Regions from separate parts of the Oryctolagus cuniculus genome. Here region 1 is linked to region 2. A link is a contact called in public Micro-C data. All regions are on one chromosome and are shown on one strand. The core of a region is the stretch at or near the end of the contact, and the rest is flanking DNA. Distances in the headings are between cores, read along the strand shown.

Region 1 (3,316 bases), core at 112-2,611, 350 kb after region 2:
ATATGTATATTTACAGATATGTATTCCTATGTAATATGTAGAAAGCTTGATGATGGCAAACTCTAATTTCATAAGTAATTATAAAAGTGGAAGATAATCAAAAAATAGCCATGGGACTACGAAATTTGATGTTTGTTCACATAACATGCTTCTTACCAAGTCTCCCCAAAGAGGTGTTTCCAGGGATTTACACTGCACACCATTAGGCTACCTATGACCACAGCCCTCTGCCTGGCACAGGGAAGAAAGCCCATAACAGAGGAAATGGAGAATAACATTCACAACAATGAGTGATTGTTTTTCATATGAACAAAATTGAAGTTCACATGAACTCTATTAAATAGAGAAACCACAAGTTTATTTATTTTGGTCCTAAGCAGTAGAGATTCATTGCCCATGAGGAGAAATTTTTTTTTAATTCCTGATTTTTAATAGTCATTTTTAGCAGAAGTCTATAGAAATGCTTACCATCTTGGAATATTTTAATAATCTAGATTTTAGGAGGGGCTGGTCATACTTTCACCAACAGACAACTAACGAAACTAAAGAGAATGGAAGCCTCGAAGCAGATTCACTTGGGTGATAGATTTATAGATAGTTTGGGGGGCAATTTTTTTTTCCTCTAGACTATGAATAGATTTGGGAGTTAAAAATATCTGTCAAAGGCAAATTTTTTTCCAATTTCAAATCAGCTTCTTAAAGGAAAAAAATGCCCTCTGGATTTCCCAGTTCAGGAAGAATAATGTGTGCTTAGCACACCAGCACACCCTTATAAAAATGGATGCTTAGTAAATATTTCTTGAATGATTGGCTTTTCTTCATTTAGTGTCTTTGCTTTCTGGCTTGCTCCTCCACGTGAAGACTTTCCATGTGATCTGTAGCTGTCGGGGGAATGGATTATGCTGCAGGAACAAACAGCCCTCTGCATCTCTGGCTTCCTGTGCAAGCTCCACGGTCAACAGAGAGGCTCTGCTTGTCAGTCACTCAAGGGTTTTCGCCGAAGGAGGCTCAGTTTCAACCTGTCCTCCCCTGTCACTGCTGAAAGGGGATAGGATATAACGAATCATGTAGCTCTTAAATCTGCTCAGAAGAGAGACTTAGCACTTTCTGCATTGGCCAAGACAAGACACACACAGCCACACCCAAGTTCAAGCCCTGTCATGTGGCGGGGAAGGAGGAAAATCAGAATACATAGGAGCAGTCCTGGGCACTGAAACATGGTTAAAGGAGACTAATAATGGTGATTTGGTAGGAGCTTTTTCCCCATGAAGAATTTAAAGTGACTTCAGTGTTTCTATCAAGCCCACATGTCAGTGTTGTGGAGGAAGCAGGTCCTGGACAGGCAGGATTAGTGAGCCACTGGAAGCCTTGTATGCAATGTGCTAGCAGGAATCCTCTCCCAGTACTGCAGACTCCTGATGCTACCTCCTTGGCTCCCCTTGGTCTCTCTTTCAGGAGGAACTGTCATTTCTTTAAGCTTCTCAAATCCAGGTCCCTGTGTCCTGGGGTGGAGTATACAGTTTACATAGACTTTTCCTATAGAGCAACTCTAGGAGGCTGGATTGTGTAGAAGAGGAATAAGAAAATAAAATGTGCATTCCAATCAGGCAGATCTGTATTTAAATCCCAGTTTTGTTTCTTTCCCTGTGTGACTTGTGGGTGGTTACTTGACCTGTCTGATTCAGTTGCCTCCTCTGAAAAGAGAAGTACTCTCCACCTTGTGGCACCAGGGAGCCCTTCTGTGAGTGAGTGCTGTGCTGATGACACCAACTCTCTAGTTTTGGGGCTTCCCACAGGTTGAGCACCAGAACACACCTAGGAATATCCTGACACTTGTTACCCTGTGAGGCTGGTATCCTTCGGAGATAAGCAACTTGGTTTTTTTCTTTGTTGCAAGCCACTCAATTTATTTTGCTAAATATCATTAAATTCAATTAGGTCTTATTAAATACCACCATACATTTCAGAGTGATTTTTTTTTTTTTTTTTTTTTTTTTTTTTGCTTATCCTCTTGGAACTGTGTTCGTTGTTTTCAGAGCAACACAGTGGTCTTGGTAGAGTCAAGGAGGCACCAACAAATGAGTGAGGTCAAGCAGCAGCTTCTAGAAATGGCTTCTGCCTCATTCCAGGAGGCTTTCTGAGGCCGTGCCAGGGAGCCTATCCTTCCTTTCCTGGCGGTGAAACTCTTGCCACAGAGAGGACTCCCAGCCCTGAGCTGGCCGCCTTGTTAAAAAGCATAACTCTGCTCCAGGCAGAAGACGGTCTGGGCTCGCTTTCCTCTCTTAATAGGGTGCCAACTTCATCGGCTGTGGTTCACATGGGCGGGAGCCCACGTTGCAACGGTACTGCTGAGTGCCTTGGAGGTCTGACTTCACTCAGACTTTTTTTTTGCTCTACTTTCAAGGTGAATTGCAAATTGAGGCTGTTTGGATCTAAGTCAGCAGGGTTTAGGGGAAAAGAAAGCAAAACATTATTCTGATTCAACAATAGTTTAGTGAGTAGCTGTTGACCACTTGATTTGGCTGATGTAAGCCAAAAAAAAAAAAAAACCTTCAAACTGGTTTATGAGGCTAGATAGCATCTCAGTTATTTTAAGGCCCACAAACAACATAGGATCTTTAAAAAAGTATACCTATGTAAAAAAACATGCACGTCTGGTCAAAATATAAAATGTGCTGGATTTTGTAACTCAAATGCCCAACGAGTTAAAATCCTGCTCCTTGGAATTTATTTTAAAATAAATCTCCTCTCCAGCCCTTCCTGGGTCTGCAGTCCTGAAATGGGCCCATGCATTAGCAAAGTCTTATTCAAAGCTAGGAGGGTCAAGGCTTTTCTTTGCAGCGAAGACTAACGCGGTATCATCTTTGCCCAACACCCCTTGCTCCATCTCCTCCTGCTGAGGTGGGGTCGGTGGAGAAAAACCTTTGGCAGACACAGAACTTGGTGGCCGGAGACAATCCGGTTGCTGGCATCCACCGCCTGCTCCGGAGTGCGGCGAGGCCCGCGGCTGCCCGCAGCCCTTCTGGCTTGGCAACAGGGAAGCCGGCCAGCGTCCCATCAGGCTTGTTTCTTAAGCAAAGTTGTATAAGTTAACAGGTTTTATTGTTGGGGGGTAATCTGGGGCTGTTCTTACAGGAGGAAGGGACGAGGCCCCCAGAGTGTTTGCCAGCAACAGCCCTTGGCTTTCCTCATTCCCTCTCCTCATTAATTTGTGTGAGCTCAGCTCGGATAACAAACGGTGGGGCAGGGGGATCGCATTCAGCCAGGCCTGGCCCCTGGACGGCCTGTGAGCTAATTGCTCTAATTGAGTGGGAGG
Region 2 (3,527 bases), core at 115-2,614:
AGGAACAGCTTCCCAGGGGCCGGGACTCCCGGGACTGCCCGCGCTTTGTCCTTCGGCCCTCGGCCGCTCGGAGAGGTGGACCTCTAGGCGCCTCCCTCGCCCCAGCCCCCGGCGCCCCCCTCTCGGGGCTGGATCGAGCCCTGACTCCGGCTCCGCGTTCTTTATTCCTCGACCTCTCTCTCTGTCTTTCGGCGACCCTGGGGAAGCCTGGGACCCGGTGCTTCCAGTTACATTCAGACTCCGCCGCTTGTTGGGGCGCTTAGATCCCTGATCCCAGGCTCGGCTTTGGGGGCGCCCTCTCGGCCCTCGGGCCCGGGCCTGCGCCGCCTCCCTCATCCCAGCTCCCTCTCTCTAGGTTGCTCTGGCTCCAGGGAGGCCCGGGCGCTGCCCTTCCGGACCCTCAACCCTCTAAACTTGGGCTGGATCACGCCTCGCCGCGCGCTCCCTCTTGTCTCCCCTCGCCCGCTGCGGAGCTCCAACTTGGAGGCTCAGCTCTCAACTTCGGGTGATTTTTCTCTGCTAGCTTCTCCTTCGGCAAAGTTTCCTGAGCGCAGCCGCGGGCTCGGGGCTTTCACTGGGGCCCCGGGCGTCTGCACGCGGGGCGCGAGCGCGGCGGCGGGGAGGGGAAGTGGGTGTGCGCACGGAGGAGGGTGTCCGAGAGCAACTCTACCTGGCTTCCCTCCGCCCGCGCTTCCCCGGCCCCGGGCTGCAGCCTCCTGGTGCACTCCTTTTATTATTTTTTCTTTCTTTCTTTTAAAAATAATCTTTCTTTTGGGATCCGCGTATGGGGGGGAGCAGGGCGCACGTCTTGCTCCCCCCTACTCCTCCCTCCCACCCCCGCCGCCCCTTTCTTCTCTCCCCGCCACGCCACCGCCGCGGCGCTCGCTGTGGCCACTGGTGAGCCAGCGGCCCCAAAGCCCCCTCCCCTCTGCCCGCCCCTCCCCCAGGGGCCGCGTCTGGCGTCTGCAGAGCCCCCCGCCCCGCACCTCCCCCGCCCCGCACTGGCCATTGGCTTGTCCTGGTCTCTTTTTCATGTCCAGCCCCTGATGTGTGTCCATTGGTGTGAGCTTCCCCTTCCCTCCTCCCCTTCTCTCCTGCTCGCCCTGCCCATGTTTTGTGTGTCTCTGTCCATCCAGACTCCTGACGTTCAAGTTCGCAGGGACGTCACGTCCGCACTTGAACTTGCAGCTCAGGGGGGCTTTTGCCATTTTTTTCATCTCTCTCTCTCTCTCCCTCTATCTCTCTTCTCTCTCTCTCTCTCTCTTTTTTTTTTTTTTGCTTTAAAAAAAAAAAAGCCATGACGGCTCTCCCACAATTCATCTTCCCTGCGCCATCTTTGTATTATTTCTAATTTATTTTGGATGTCAAAAGGCACTGATGAAGATATTTTCTCTGGAGTCTCCTTCTTTCTAACCCGGCTCTCCCGATGTGAACCGAGCCGTCGTCCGCCCGCCGCCGCCGCCGCCGCCGCCGCCGCCGCCCGCCCGCCCCGCAGCTCACCATGTCTCGCCGCAAGCAAGGCAAACCCCAGCACTTAAGCAAACGGGAATTCTCGCGTAAGTAACCCAATAATAGTATTAATAATTATTAATAATCACGAGAGTGCGCAGGACGAGGAGCAAGAGCAAGGGGGAGAGAGGGGTGTGTGCATGCATTTTTAAATTTTTCACGAGAAAAACCTCTGAGAGTCGAGTAAAAGAGATTAAAAGGGGGGGGACCCCTCATCCGATCTCGAAACAGAGCTGTGTGTGCACTTTTGAGGTAGCACATACCTTTTACATTTTATTTAATTTTACAAAAATTGGACTCCTCCTCCTTTCCGCCGCTTTATTTCTTTTCGAAAGGGAATGAAATGATCCCCCCACTCCCCAGTTTTGCAAAAATAATGAACAATGCTAAGGATGCGGACAACTCATATGCAAACCTGGAGGTGGAAGCTGGGGGGGGAAAGGGGGGTTGCTTCCACTCGCCGCAGGAAAATGGAGGGGTCCGAGTGAGTTCAAGTCTCACAAACAATTCCTGGGGAGAGAAGTGCGACTGGCCCTTGCACACCGGCGCGCTCACTGGCGAGTGTGCACGGGGAGCAAAGTAGTCATCCCCACAATAGTGAGAAAGTGGGACTGAGCGAAGGGCCTCCGGAGCTCCAGAGTCTGCCGAGTCGGGAGAGGGGCCGCGGCCGCGGGGAGAACGGGGTGACCGGGAAGCACGGGGGAGGCGGCCGGCGCTGCCGCCTTTTGTTCCGGCCTGAGGTGGGTGTTTGTCCCGCTTGCCTTTTGTGCCGGCTCCTCGAGCTGGCCCTCCTGCGCCGCCGCCGCCGGCGAAGGGCAGGAGCAAGGGCCAGGGGAGGAGGCGGCCAGGGGCACGCGGGAGCTGGAGAGAGCGAGCCCGGGCCACCGCCGCCCGGGTGGCCACTGCCCGCCCCTCCCCGCCGAACCCCAGAGGCAGCGAGGCGGCGTGCAAAATAAACAAACAAAATAAAGAAAAAATAGAAAAAAAAAAAAAAAGAAACAAGGAAAGAGAATGTAGTTTCTTGCCCCCAAATAGATGCCAGACGCTCAGCCAGTCCTCCTGCAACGCTTTCCTCTTTGACTCCCCCCCAAAAAATCTTGCAATCTCTGATTGAGGGAAAAAAACACCCCCTTCCCCAAACCCTCTCAGTTGCAAACTTAGAGCGCCAGCGGCGCAGAGAGGGAGCGAGGAACTCCCTCCTCTTACTATTTTTTGGAAGATTTTCAAAAAAAGTGGAAGTGGATTTTGATTGGGAAAAATCTCGTGTCTGAATGTTTACAAGCACCGCGTGTGCGGGAGCCTCCTGCCAACAAACAGACAGAGGACCGAGCGCGGCGCGGCAGCCCCGGAGCAGGCGGCCGCGGCGGCCCGGCCTCGCCCGGGCCTTGCCCGACCTCGCCGCGCCCAGCCCAGCCCGGGATCGCCCACCGGGCGCCCGCCGCCCACCCGCGGGGCACAGCAGCAGGCCGCGCTGCGACTCCCGCGCCAGCCTGGCCCGCGGTCTGAGTCCGCCCCAGCACAATGCCCAGGGCTCCATCCCAACCTCGCAGGCTGGGAGATCTGCTGGGTGGAACTCGGCTTTGGAAAGCATTTTTTTTTTTTTTTATTTTGCAAAGCAGCTGTAGAAGCACGTTCGCGCCCCCTCCCCTCGGCCCAGGGTACTCTCAGACTCCTCTTGTCCACGGCTCTGGACGGCGAGGAGGTCACCACGTGCTCCCCCCCACCCCCCCCGCCAGCTGCCCACAGCTTCAGACTGCGGCCAGGCCAGGTAAGGGTGTGTGGGGGGCACGCAGAGAAGTGTGTATGCATTTTGGGAGCGCTGGTTCCTGACACCCCACGCACCCCACTCCAGTATTCTTGTCCTTTACCCTGGGCCTGGCTCGGTCAGAGGTCCTTGAGAGTCTATATAAGGGGTGGTGGCTGCAGTGGCTGTCCGGACGAGCGCGCCTGGAATGGCGAGCGGTGGGCACTTGGGAAAGTTTGTTCTCCAGGGAGAGAAAGGCGTGAGAGGGCCCGCA

Evidence for each region. A called contact is a pair of places that touch in the nucleus more often than the background predicts.
Region 1: a contact with region 2 is called in a Micro-C map of ear pinna, with 4 times the contacts expected there. The contact joins the enhancer-like site here to the promoter of BCL11A in region 2. A contact is called at or near these places in 2 of 6 Hi-C or Micro-C datasets (ear pinna and an unstated tissue).

What each region holds. Positions count from the first base shown.
Region 1 is chr2:142,459,345-142,462,660 of mOryCun1.1, forward strand. No RefSeq gene overlaps it. Among named protein-coding and RNA genes, the nearest start is that of BCL11A, 350 kb to the left of the region's middle. Within about 2 kb of position 1,362, at least 1 of the 8 cell types and tissues checked has an H3K27ac peak or open chromatin away from gene starts, as enhancers often do. A contact at or near this core is called in ear pinna, where this site is marked.
Region 2 is chr2:142,112,228-142,115,754 of mOryCun1.1, forward strand. It overlaps BCL11A (BCL11 transcription factor A), which reads left to right and starts at 1,365. Exons shown (of 4, transcript XM_051838573.2): 1 at 1,365-1,556. The coding sequence starts at 1,502.